Regions from separate parts of the Macaca mulatta genome. Here region 1 is linked to region 2. A link is a contact called in public Hi-C data. All regions are on one chromosome and are shown on one strand. Each heading gives the region's core, a stretch centred on a gene start, on an enhancer-like site or on the middle of the called end of the contact. The rest is flanking DNA. Distances are from core to core; before and after follow the strand shown. Region 1 holds the start of TRAPPC8 (trafficking protein particle complex subunit 8). Region 2 holds the start of RNF138 (ring finger protein 138).

Region 1 (5,912 bases), core at 223-2,722, 160 kb before region 2:
TACATGAATTTATGGTACAGCACTAATTTTTTTTGTGGATAAGTCATATTAAGCTAATAAACATCACAGTCGTTTGCCTGACACAGACTTATAATGAAACCCTTCAGTTCTCACCGACCTTAATAAAAAAAACTTTACTTGGACTTTGTTGTTTGCAAGATACTGGCTAAAACATGTTTGAAGCTTTACTACATTATTTTCTCCTAATAAAAAAATCCAAATCTGGAGAAAACGGGTAGCTCCTTAACAATACGTTCCTTAACAAGAGAAGACACTTCCATCCCTATAAGTATAGATAACTCCAAATATCTAGGTCAAATGAACCACAACTTGGGCTTGCTTCCTTTTCCTTCGGGCAAAAAGCTGTTTCAAGTTTTATTCGTCATATAATACTTTTAATTTTCTTGAGAGGTAAGCAAAATACCGTAGAGCTAAGAATATCTTAGTAAAATAGCTAAACGGTAGTTCAGAGATGACCCTCAACGCTACAAGAACGTAACAACATCCAGAACTACTTTGAAAGTCCAGTTTAACATCCAAGGGAGGATGACAGGTCTTCCTTACTCAGACCCTGTCGGTCTAAGAGGCAACATTTTCCTACTTTAGCGGCTTTGCAACTGCCTAATTCCTTCGCTATGGCCGTGGAGAACAGTATCAATGCCGTTCTCCTAGACTCACGTTTATCTTTGAACCAATTACTTAACGACCTAGGTTGTCCGAGGAAGAAAGAAAGTGCCCAGAAATACTGGAGCTTAGGACTGCGTTGTCTTGACAACCTCATGGTCCCTCCTCCGGCCGCCCCCGAAGCACCTCGGGGCCACAGTCCCAGACGCCACGGTACCGGCTCCGGTACGTAAACACTGCCCTTCTCTCCCCTGCACGCCCGCAACTTCCTTCTCCCATCACGGCTTTGCGAGAGCCCACTGGAAAAGGGAGGATACCACATACCCTCGGAAGTGAGGCGGGAGAAGGGCTTAAGCAGCTCCGCGAAGCTGAGGTGATTGAGACGAGTGAGCCGCTCGGCTTCGTCGCTGCACAGCGCAGCGACACAGGGGACGAAGGAGTCCGGGATTAGCTCCTGCACTGATTGTACACACTGGGCCATCGCCGCGGCAGAGGCAGCGGCGGCGCCGGCCCTCCGGCCCACCCTGAGAGGTGATCCTGCGGCTGCAGCAGCTACCGCCGCCGCCCGCCGGCCTGGCCCGGCCGGGCGGGGCCCCGAACGCACTGGAGCCTAGAGACAAGTAGAAGGAACAGGCGCCGCCGCTTCGGTTTCTGGGGCACAATCCACTGAACCCCCCCTTCCCGTCACCGCCGATCCTCAGCGCTCGTCTCCGCGTGCTCGCATTCCACCCCGATAGGTGGAGACGCCGAGAGTCACCACTTAGTCCTTCGGACGGCAAAACCTTGGTCACTGCCCGGCCGGAACCGCCATGTTGAGGCCGAACGCTGACCAACCGGCAGTACTACTCCCAGCTGCCCCCGCGCGCATCCCTCACGTGACTGTTAAAGGAGACAGTAGGGGCAAGGGAAGAGAGCTGAGAAGAGGGAAGTGGAGAGCGACGGAGGCCGGTTGGGAGGCTGGAGCCGGAAGTGCTGTGACGGAAGCTCCCCCACCCACTGGGCGAGGCGGGGCTACAAGTGCGGTGGGCGGGGCCGGGGGCAGAGGGAGGTGGGCAACTCTAGGCCAGGTTCTCTAGCTCGCCCTTGGCAGAGCGGAGCTGAGAGCGACCTGCTAGCGGCCCGCGGAACCTCGGGACGGGTGCTGTCGCAGTGATGGAGGCGCACGCTCGTTTTCCACGCAGGCCCGGCCTTTTTGACGTCCCTAAGGCTCTCTCGCTGGCTGTTGTGGGCAACCGATGCGGTTGGTCGCGCTGCTTCCTACGCTCGCCGGCGGAGCAGTGAGTTGCACCTGCTCGGGGAGAGGGTGTGGATCTCTCGGAAGTGCTTGGGGTTTCCCTGAAGCGGACCTGAACAGACCGTGTATCCTTTAAATACAGCCATGCTTTTAGAAACGGACTGTCACTTTATGTGGACTTAACCATTGAACAGAATGTGTGCTGTTGTGAGTGCTGCAATTCACTAGCGTGTAATTGCGCTACTGCATTTTTGTTGGTCGCAGGGAAAGGGTGTGCCTGCAGATCTGCGTGGTTCGTCCTCAGCCTCTTCCTTTTTGCACTCTGCTAGGATCTTTACTTACTGGTGGTGGAGGTAGGGGGAGCCAGTATTTTTATGTACTGTGTACTGTCCTGAACCAGCTTTCATTCCTAACTTTTCAAACATTGTTTTAAAGGGGGCAGGGGGCGGAAAGGTCAATGGTGTGTGCCTTGTAAGTAAAAGTGAATGAAAAGAATTTTACTAATGTGTCACTCAATTGTTTTGAGTTCCTTCTGTATTACATGCCAAAAAAATAAGGCAGGGAAAAATGTATCATTCTGTCATGATTTTATGGTGCTTTAATTAAAGGAGTCTTCCCCAACGTCAATGTCTCAAAATTTTTCGACTTCTTGACACCCTCAGGTTTTTAACTATGGTAATAATTTATGACAAGTAAGATGTAGGCTTCTCATGTAAGTTGATAAATGGGAGGTAGGAAGGCACAGCAGGACATATTGATGGCATGCATTGGCTACAGATTAATTTATAAGAGTGTCCATCACTTTAGGAGATTTATTTGCCAAAGTTAAGGACGATCCCGGGAAACAGGTCTATGCCTTTCTTCGAAGATGATTTTGAGGGCTCCAATTTTTTTTTTTTTTTTTTTGAGACGGAGTCTCGCTCTGTCGCCCAGGCTGGAGTGCAGTGGCCGGATCTCAGCTCACTGCAAGCTCCGCATCCCAGGTTTACGCCATTCTCCTGCCTCAGCCTCCCGAGTAGCTGGGACTACAGGCGCTCGCCACCTCGTCCGGCTAGTTTTTTGGTTTTTTTAGTAGAGACGGGGTTTCACCGTGTTAGCCAGGATGGTCTCGATCTCCTGACCTCGTGATCTGCCCGTCTCGGCCTCCCAAAGTGCTGGGATTACAGGCTTGAGCCACCGCGCCCGGCCGAGGGCTCCAAATTTAAAGGGGAATGGGCGGGATATTGAGAAGCACACAGTTTTCGTGTAAGCGGGGGGGGGGGGGGGTTAGGAGAAAATAGTAATTCTTGCCTTTGTCTGACTCAGTGAACCTGCATTTTTTACATAAGATGACATAAAAGGGGCAGAGGAAAAATGTGGGAATCTGCATTTTTCATAACAGACAAAATTGGGTAGGGGAACAATCAGATGTGCATTTGTGTCTGGTGGGCTGGGATGACCACCTGTAAAGATAAGCTATCAATTTGCATTGTCATGAAGTTTTAACAGCACACTAAGGATTTCCTTATGGGCAAAATATGGGGGAGACGTGTAGCTTTTCATCTTGCAGCCATCTTATTTAGGAACCAAAAGGGGGAGGCAGATTTGCGTGACCAGTCCCAGCTTGACTTTTCCCTTTGGCTAAATCAGTTTGGGGTCCCAAAATTTAATTTCCTTTTGCAAGAGATAACATCTGCTAGTTAAGGGTCTGGAAATTCATTTCCTTGAAACTATCTATGTCTGGAAATTATATTAAATCCCTAGGGGTACACACAATCCCTTTTCAATGCTTCTGATACACTTCCTTACCCTTTATAATGTGAGAATCTCGTATAATTTAGTGTGACTCAGGTTGTAAGATTACATTTTTTATAACAGGACTCCTAAATGCAAACATACTATTTATCCTAGTACTCTCTAAAAAGTTTCAAAGGCCATTTGTTTTTATGCTGAAAGTAAAAACAGCTGAATTAGACTGTTTGAAAAGGAATTTCAATGGTAATTTAGCCAAAATAGATTTTTCTGAGATATAATTCACATGCCATAAAATTTACCCCTTCAAATAAGTGTACAATTTAGTGGTTTTTAGTTTATTCCAAAAGTTGTGTGACCATTACTACTATCTAATTCCAGAACATGTTCATCCCAAAAAGAAGCCTGGTACAGGCTTTTATCATTCTGCACCCTGCCACGCCCTCCAACCCCTGGCAATCACTAATCTACTTTCTGTCTATGTAGATTTACCTATTCTGGACATTTCATATAAGTGAAATTGTAGGCCGGGCGCGGTGGCTCAAGCCTGTAATCCCAGCACTTTGGGAGGCCGAGATGGGCGGATCACGAGGTCAGGAGATCGAGACCATCCTGGCTAACACGGTGAAACCCCGTCTCTACTAAGAAATACAAAAAATAGCCGGGCGAGGTGGCAGCGCCTGTAGTCCCAGCTACTCGGGAGGCTGAGGCCGGAGAATGGCGTGAACCCGGGAGGCGGAGCTTGCAGTGAGCTGAGATCCGGCCACTGCACTCCAGCCTGGGCTACAGAGCGAGACTCCGTCTCAAAAAAAAAAAAAATAAAATAAATAAATAAATAAGTGAAATTGTATAATATTTGGCCTCTGTACACATATTACTACACTTAGCAATATGTTACGTGAATCATTACTTCACTCCTTTTTATGGCTGAGCCTAAATGGGTTTTTGTCTTATGCATTGACTTTGCAGGGTTTTTTTGGGTTTTTTGTTTGTTTTTTAATATGTAGAGATGAGGGCTCACTGTATTGCCCAGGCTGGCCTCAAAATCTGGGCTCTAGTGATCCTTCTGCCTTAGCCTCCCAAAATGGTGGGATTGCTGGTATGAGCCACGGCACCCAGACTCACTTCACAATCTAATGCCACACCCATACACAGTGTTTCCAGTGAGTAACTTCACTGTGTAAATCTACTTCTTTCATAATCTATCCTGGTCTCTTCTTTCTTTTGGCAAGGTACTGTTTGAACTGTGGAAACACCTTAAAGTCTCGATGATACTGAGGACTAAACTCTGACTTTTTTCCCCCTCTTCCCCGAATTCCTATCTAAGTGGCCTGTGGAGTCACACTCTACAAACCATAAAATGTTATCAAATTGGCCGGGCGCGGTGGCTCACGCCTGTAATCCCAGTACTTCGGGAGGCTGAGGCAGGTGGATTGCGAGGTCAGGACTTCGAGACCAGTCTGACCAACATAGTGAAACCCGTCTCTACTAAAAATACACAAAAAATTAGCCAGGCGTGGTGATGTGCACCTGTAATCCCAGCTACTCAGGAGGCTGAGACAGAAGAATCACGTGAACACAGGAGGCGGAGTTTGCAGTGAGCCAAGATAGTGCCACTGCACTCCAGCCTGGGTGACAGAACAAGACTGTCTCAAAAAAAAAAAAAAGTTATCAGATGGGTTTTATGTAAACTTACATAAAATGGTTTACTTTCCAACTGGACTCTGGCATAACATCACATGACAAAGGAAATCAAAGTATTTTACCTCAAAATATATTTCTTTGCTGTATTTTGAAATGTCCCTGCAAAGCCATTTTGTGGGGAGAGAGGTAATTCCATCTGTTAAGCATCTCTGTTGGCTGGGTGCAGTGTCTGACACCTGCAATCCCAGCACTTTGGGAGGCCAAGGCGCATGGATCACCTGAGTTCAGGAGTTTGAGACCAACCTGGCCAACGTGGTGAAACCCCATCTCTACTAAAAATTTAGCCAGGCATAGTGATAGGCACCCGTAATCCCAGCTACTCAGGAGGCTGAGGCAGGAGAATCACTTGAACCCAGGAGGCAGAGGTTGCAGAGAGCCGAGATTGTGCCATGGCACTCCAGCCTGGGCAAGAGCAAAATACTCCATCTCAAAAAAAAAAAAAAAAAGAATCTCTATTAACATAACTGGGTGTCTTCCCCCTTCCAGGCCCTCCCAATTCTGAAGAGATTAACTGAGAGTCTAGCCCCTTTTACAGGTCAGAATAGGAAACATTTGCCATCTATTGTCTCTATGGATGGCCACCTAGGAGACTTCATCTACATATAAGAACCTTAGTGTC
Region 2 (6,450 bases), core at 3,712-6,211:
CACCACTGCACCTAGATATTTGTAGTTTTTTGTTATTTTTTTGAGACAGGTTCTCTGTTGCTCAGGCTGGAGTGCAGTGGAGTGATCATGGCTCACTGCAGCCTCGACCTCCCAGGCTCAAGTAATCCTCCTAATTCAGTCTCCTGGGTAGCTGGGATTACAGGTGTGAGCCACCACACCATGCTAATTTCTATTATTATTATTTTTTTTTTTGAGACGGAGTTTTGCTCTTGTTGCCCAGGCTGAAGTGCAATGGCATGATCTCAGCTCATTGCAACCTCCGCCTCCCAGGTTCAAGCGATTCTCCTGCCTCAGCCTCCTAAGTAGCTGGGATTACAGGTATGCAACACCATGCCCAGCTAATTTTGTATTTTTAGCAGAGGCAGGGTTTCTCCATATTGATCAGGCTGGTCTCAAACTCCCGACCTCAGGTGATCCACCCACCTCGGCCTCCCAAAGTTTTGGGATTACAGGTGTGAGCCACCATGTCTGGCCTCTAAAATTTTTTTTTTTTTTTTTGAGACGGAGTCTCGCTCTGCCGCCCAGGCTGGAGTGCAGTGGCCGGATCTCGGCTCACTGCAAGCTCCGCCTCCTGGGTTCACGCCATTCTCCTGCCTCAGCCTCCCGAGTAGTTGGGACTACAGGCGCCCGCCACTGCGCCCGGCTAGTTTTTTGTATTTTTTAGTAGAGACGGGGTTTCACCGTGTTAGCCAGGATGGTCTCGATATCCTGACCTCGTGATCCGCCCGTCTCGGCCTCCCAAAGTGCTGGGATTACAGGCTTGAGCCACCGCGCCCGGCTCTCTAAAATTTTTTTGTAGAGACAGGGTCCCACTATGTTGTCCAGGCTGGTCTCAAATTCCTGACCTCAAGCTCTTCTCCCACCTCAACCTCCCAAAGTGCTGGAATTACAGGAATGAGCCACCATGCCTGGCCTTGTCTTTGATCATCAAAGAAAAGTACTTGCTGATGCCCCTCATAATAATTCCCTTCACAGCCTTTTGGTCATAATTGAGTCACGTACAGACTCATGCTTAAACCACTGGTAAGAGGAAAGGGCCAATCCAGGGAGGGCATGGAAGCTCTGCACCTCTTCCCCCATACCTTACTCCATGCATCTCGTCATCTGTATCATTTGCAATATCCTTTATAATACACCAGTAATCGTGTTTCTCTGAGTTCTCTGCGCTGCTCCAGCTTCAAGTTGTGGTTCCCACAGCCCACTCTTTGGGTTTCATTAATTTGCTGGAGCAGCGCACAGAACTCAGAGAAACACAATTACTGGTGTATTATAAAGGTTATTGCTCCAGCAAATTAATGAAACCCAAAGAGTGGACTGTGGGAACCGCAACTTGAAGCTCATTGGTCGGAAGTTCCGGAGGCCCGGACTCGTAAGTGGTGTCTGGGGGTATGGAAGCCAGTCTTGGGAACTGGGCCCCCAACCTGTGGGATCTGACACTGTCTCTGGGTAGGTAGGAACTGAATTAGGGGACACCCAGCTGCTGTCTGCTGCTTGGTGCGAGGGGAAAAACCCCCACATATTTGTTCGCAGAAGTCTTCTTCTGTGTTGATTGTTGTGGTGGTATGAGAGTAAAGGTAAAATAGGATTAGAGTTTTCCCTACACAATTGGTTATCGTGGAGCTTAAAGAACTCCATCATGGATGTTAACATGCTAGGTTAACTTCCGATTAACCTAGTTCCAGGAATGCCCCTAAGAGTTCTTCTTTATGATTCCTTGTGTAAAAAGAGCATGTTCTTAATCATAAATCCTGCCCTTAAGCAAATTATAGGCTGTAATCCACATAGTATTCTTGTCCTTCCCTCAGGGGTGAACTTTAATTTTCCTACACATTATGTATACCCTTTCCTAATGGTATAAAAGCCCTGGGTCTGCAGCATAACAGTACAAACACCCACCTGTCTTGCTGCTGCCCAAGACCACACTTCCATCCATAAGTTCCCCAGTAAATCACCTGCTACCAGCCAACTCCTGGATTTGTTTGCCTCTTCTTGGGATTTTTGGCTTCTTCTGCATTTGAGAGTCACTTTGCATATATAGCCCTTTCATGGAACAGTCATGTATGTACATAGTCAAGAGTAATATTAAAAATATTTAGCAACTGGAACCAAATTGGCGCTGGTCATTCAGAACAGACTACTGACCAATCAGGATGGACAAGGCTGAAAAAGACCGGGAAAGTGGTACTGGTACAAACCAGGTGAGCGTCAACACTGCACGTGGTACCAATTTACAAAGATACCAAAGGGTAGAGAGTGACACATGAGCCTCTCTCCTGTTCCATCCTCCAGCTTCCCAGTTCACTTCTTCAAAGGCGATCACTTTTACCAGCAAAACAGGATTTTGAGGGTTTGTAGTAAGATAAAGCCAGGCCTTGTCAAGAAATCAGTATTCTAAATTATTTTATTTTTCTCTTTAGCATATCAAGGTCTATCTCATTTGACTAGAAAGTTTTATTTATTTTTATTTTTTGAGATTGAGTCTTGCTCTGTCACCCAGGCTGGAGTGCAGTGGTGTGATCTCAGCTCACTGCAACTTCCGCCTCCTGGGCTGCTTTTGAGATGTACACTAAAACCCGTTTCCTCCATAACGTTTTCTGTTAAATCCATATATTTCTAATCATTCCATTTCTGATCCTCATTATAGCCATCGCTTAATGCAAAATTTGATACTTTGGCAAATGCCATTTTTTCTCTCTCATTCTGATAGATATGTAATAATGTAAACTAGTTGAAAGCAAAGTTCATGACATCTGCATAACACCTAACAGTGCCAATGTCAACATAGACAATAAATGGCAGAATTGATTTAACTAGTCCCTTAAATGGCTTCTATTTATTCATTTAGACCATGGGGGAGGGTTTTAACAAAGTATGGTAATAAAACCTTTCTTTTCTCTGAAGCTAATTGAACATGCTATATAATGTTCCAGATTTTCCTTAGCTTCTTTCAGGTCATTGTGATCCCATCTTATAGATTTATCCTTTTTTTCTGTTTTTCTTTTTTTTTTTTGAGACAGAGTCTCACTGTCGCCAGGTCTGGAGTGCAGTGGCACAATCTCGGCTCACTGCAACCTCTGCCTCCCAGGTTCAAGCGATTCTCGTGCCTCAGCCTCCCGAGTACCTGGGATTACAGGCTCCCACCACCATGTCCGGTTAACTTTTGTATTTTTGGTAGAGATGGGATTTCATCATGTTGGCCAGGCTAGTCTTGAACTCCTGACCTCAAGTGATCCACCCGCCTTGGCCTCCCAAAGTGCTTGGATTTCAGGCGTGCGTCCAGCCTTCTCTATTTTTTTTTCTGAGACGGAGTCTCACTCTGTTATCCAGGCTGAACCATCTTATAAATTATCAATTGTGCAGATATATCTGGAAATTAAGGGCTCATCAAACAAACAAAACAAAACAAAAAAACAAGCAAGGCGTGGTGGCTCACGCTTGTAATTCCAGCACTTTGGGAGGCCCAGGCATGTGGATCACTTGAGGTCAGTTTAAGACCAGCCTGCCCAGCGTGGTAAAACCCTGTCTCTAATAAAAACACAAAAATTAGCGGGTGTGGTGGCACACGCCTGTGGTCCCAGCTATACGGGAGGCTGAGGGGGCAGAATCGCTTGAAACCGGGTGGCAGACGTTGCAGTGACCCAAGATCGCTCCACTGCACTCCAGCCTGGGAGATAGAGTGAGTACCTGTCTCAAAAAAACAAACAAAAAAAGAATAAAAATAAAACACTTAAATTAGTGAATAACCTTGGTGAAAATCCACGTCCATGCTTCTACAGCATTTCTCTTCAAAGCTAAAAAAAAAAAGAAAAAATCAAAAATCAACCCAAAGGTGTGGGTAGAAGACTCCATCTGCGACCGTATTTAAGCATCAGTCATGCCGTTAAAGGAGAAAGTGGACATCCTCTCAAGGAAACTTTAATCCTGTCCCCAAAGGATTAAAATCCTATAACAAATATTTGTTTATAACACATCTTGACAAGATCAAAACATTCTGGTGGGGCAAATAGTAAAGACTAAATCTTGAACATTGACGAAAACTTCCTGAAAAGCCCAATGTATTTGACAGGAGAGGTGGCTGGGGTCCCGGGCCTAGGGAGGCAGGGCGGGGAGGCGCAGGTGTCACCGCGGGCGCCCAGCTGCTTATGTCACAACCCGCAGAAGGTGCCACGCGCCGGTTGCTATAGAGGCCGCGCTTCACACCCCGTCCCAGCTCCCAGGCGCTCCCGCGTTCGGTGACGGCCGAGTAGGCTGTAGGCAGCGCGATGCCAAGAGAGAGCTGCTGGCGGGGGCGGGCGAATCTCCCTACACCATGAGCCTCGGGTCCGGCCCCGTTTGGGGCCGATAAGCACAGCGCAGGCCGCCCTCCATTTGCCCCGGGGCCTCGGCTGCGAAGGTAGTGGCGGCCGGACAGGAAGCCCGAGGAAAGCGCAGGGCCGCGTCTCTACGAACACGTGAAGGAAAAGCAGCTCCGTCCACAGCACCGCTTCGGGGCTCCTAGGTGAGGGTCCCCCCGGCGGAAGCGTGGAGGGGCCGGGGTGCCGGGAAGCGAGGCGGGGAGGAAGTCGCGGACACGACCTGGGGGCTCGGGGCTCGGGGTCGGGGTGAGGAGAAGAGCGGGAAAACGGTGAAAAGGAAGACCTTGGGCGAAGACGACGGCTGAGGGCGGAGCGACAGCCCGCGCCTGGAGCTCGGTGAGGGCGTGGCCTGGGGCGTGAGGCCGCGGCCTGGGGGCGAGCCGGGCGGGCCCACGGCACGCTGCAAGCCCAGCCTCCCGCCAAGCACCGCCCCCATCCAGCCCCTGTGGGAGGAGCCGTGGGAGGGGTCGCCTCTTGCCCGGCGCGTGCGGCAGTCGCGTCTCTGCGTTCGGCCCCGCCCTACCCAGGGCCCCGCCCCCTTCCTGGAGCGCGCCGCATCCTGACGCGATCCCCCTCCCCCCTCCGGGTTCGCGTAGGGAGTCGGGCCCCGGGCCGCCACCGTCACCTCGGCCGCTGCCGCTGTCGCCATCGCCTTGTTTCCCCATCCCCCGCCATGGCCGAGGACCTCTCCGCGGCCACGTCCTACACCGAAGATGATTTCTACTGCCCCGTCTGTCAGGAGGTGCTCAAAACGCCCGTGCGGACCGCGGCCTGTCAGCACGTGTGAGTAGACGCCCCCTCCCCCGCGCGGAGCCGGGTTGTTGCTTAGGCCCGGCCTCCGGCCCGGGACCCCCGGCTGCCGCCTGGCGGGAACCGAGCCCGCCGCGGCCTGCTCGAGCGTCGCTGCCCCCCGAGGTCCCGTTCCCTGCCCCTCAGAGCCCCGGGCCGCCCTCCTCCTTAGCCTCGGGGCCCGCTCTGCGCGTCCTGCCCCCTCAGCCCGAGCTCCCGCTCTCCCGCTCTCCCTGGCTTTCGCGCCCCCGGGGCAGTGGCCAGGCCGTTCCCTGCGGCGTCTTCAGGCCCCGGAGGCCCCTGTAGTCTCCGCCAGGCCCGGGAGGAATTGCAGGGAACTTGGAGCCTTTTTGTTTCTTAGCAACCCGGGTGAAGGTTGGGGTGTCGAGTGTCAAAAGCGGCCGGCGGTGCCCACGCGGGCCCGCTCGCCCCGCGACCTGCCCAGCTTTCAAGTTTCCTCTTTCAGAACCTTGGTGCGTCCCCTCGGTCCAAGAGCTCTTCTGTAACTTCCCCTCAACCCTGCTTCACAGAACACCCTCCAGAGCGTTTTGTTTCGTTTCCAGTCCACTGTGTGTTAGAGGGATCTAGAATGAGTTTTCTTCTCTGGTCTGTGAAAACCGACAGGATTTTCGGGCATGGAAGTGAGCGTTCCCCTTTGTTTTACCTTTCTGCTTATTACTTGATTAATACAAGGGTGGAGAGGAGAAAGGCAGACTTCTGTTACGAGGAATGGGCCGAAAGTGAAATGCTCCCCAGGGTGGGGGAGAGCACAAAGGGGTTGGGTGAGATAACGCGTGCGTTTGATTGGCAGGCATATTTACAAGAACTTTGATAAGATTTTATGGACGGCTAGGGTGTGAGTAAGGGTTGGAAAGCGCCCTTCTTGAAAAGGTGTATAGCCCTTCTGACAGACCTGACTGATGATCAGAGTCCCCCGGGAGCTTTTTAAGTAAACATACCAATTCCCAGGCTCCATTCCAAACTTACAAAAGAATTTTTGGGCAGGTGGGGCCTGGAAATCTTTATTTTTAAAAAATACACTCAGGCTTGAAAGTTACGTGTGCTTGCAAACAACCGAAAAGAATTGACTAACCTTCTAAATGTATTTCATTCTCTTTCCACTTTTTTTTTTTTTTTTTGAGGTAAGGCTCTATAATTTTGTAAAGGATGGATTGAATTTTTGGGTCTTAATTGCAAATGCCCTTACTCTGGTTGTTTTCTTGATACCAACTCTTCTCATTTTGTTCCCCAATCTTAACTGCACTGTCTACTTTATTTCTATTTT

What was found. A called contact is a pair of places that touch in the nucleus more often than the background predicts.
Region 1: a contact with region 2 is called in a Hi-C map of fetal cortical plate, with 2.0 times the contacts expected there. The contact joins the promoter of TRAPPC8 here to the promoter of RNF138 in region 2. A contact is called at or near these places in 2 of 14 Hi-C or Micro-C datasets (fetal cortex germinal zone and fetal cortical plate).

What each region holds. Positions count from the first base shown.
Region 1 is chr18:60,565,303-60,571,214 of T2T-MMU8v2.0, reverse strand. TRAPPC8 (trafficking protein particle complex subunit 8) reads right to left here and starts at 1,472. Exons shown (of 29, transcript XM_015121782.3): 1 at 949-1,472. The coding sequence starts at 1,105.
Region 2 is chr18:60,413,133-60,419,582 of T2T-MMU8v2.0, reverse strand. RNF138 (ring finger protein 138) reads left to right here and starts at 4,961. Exons shown (of 5, transcript XM_077975066.1): 1 at 4,961-5,159. The coding sequence starts at 5,050.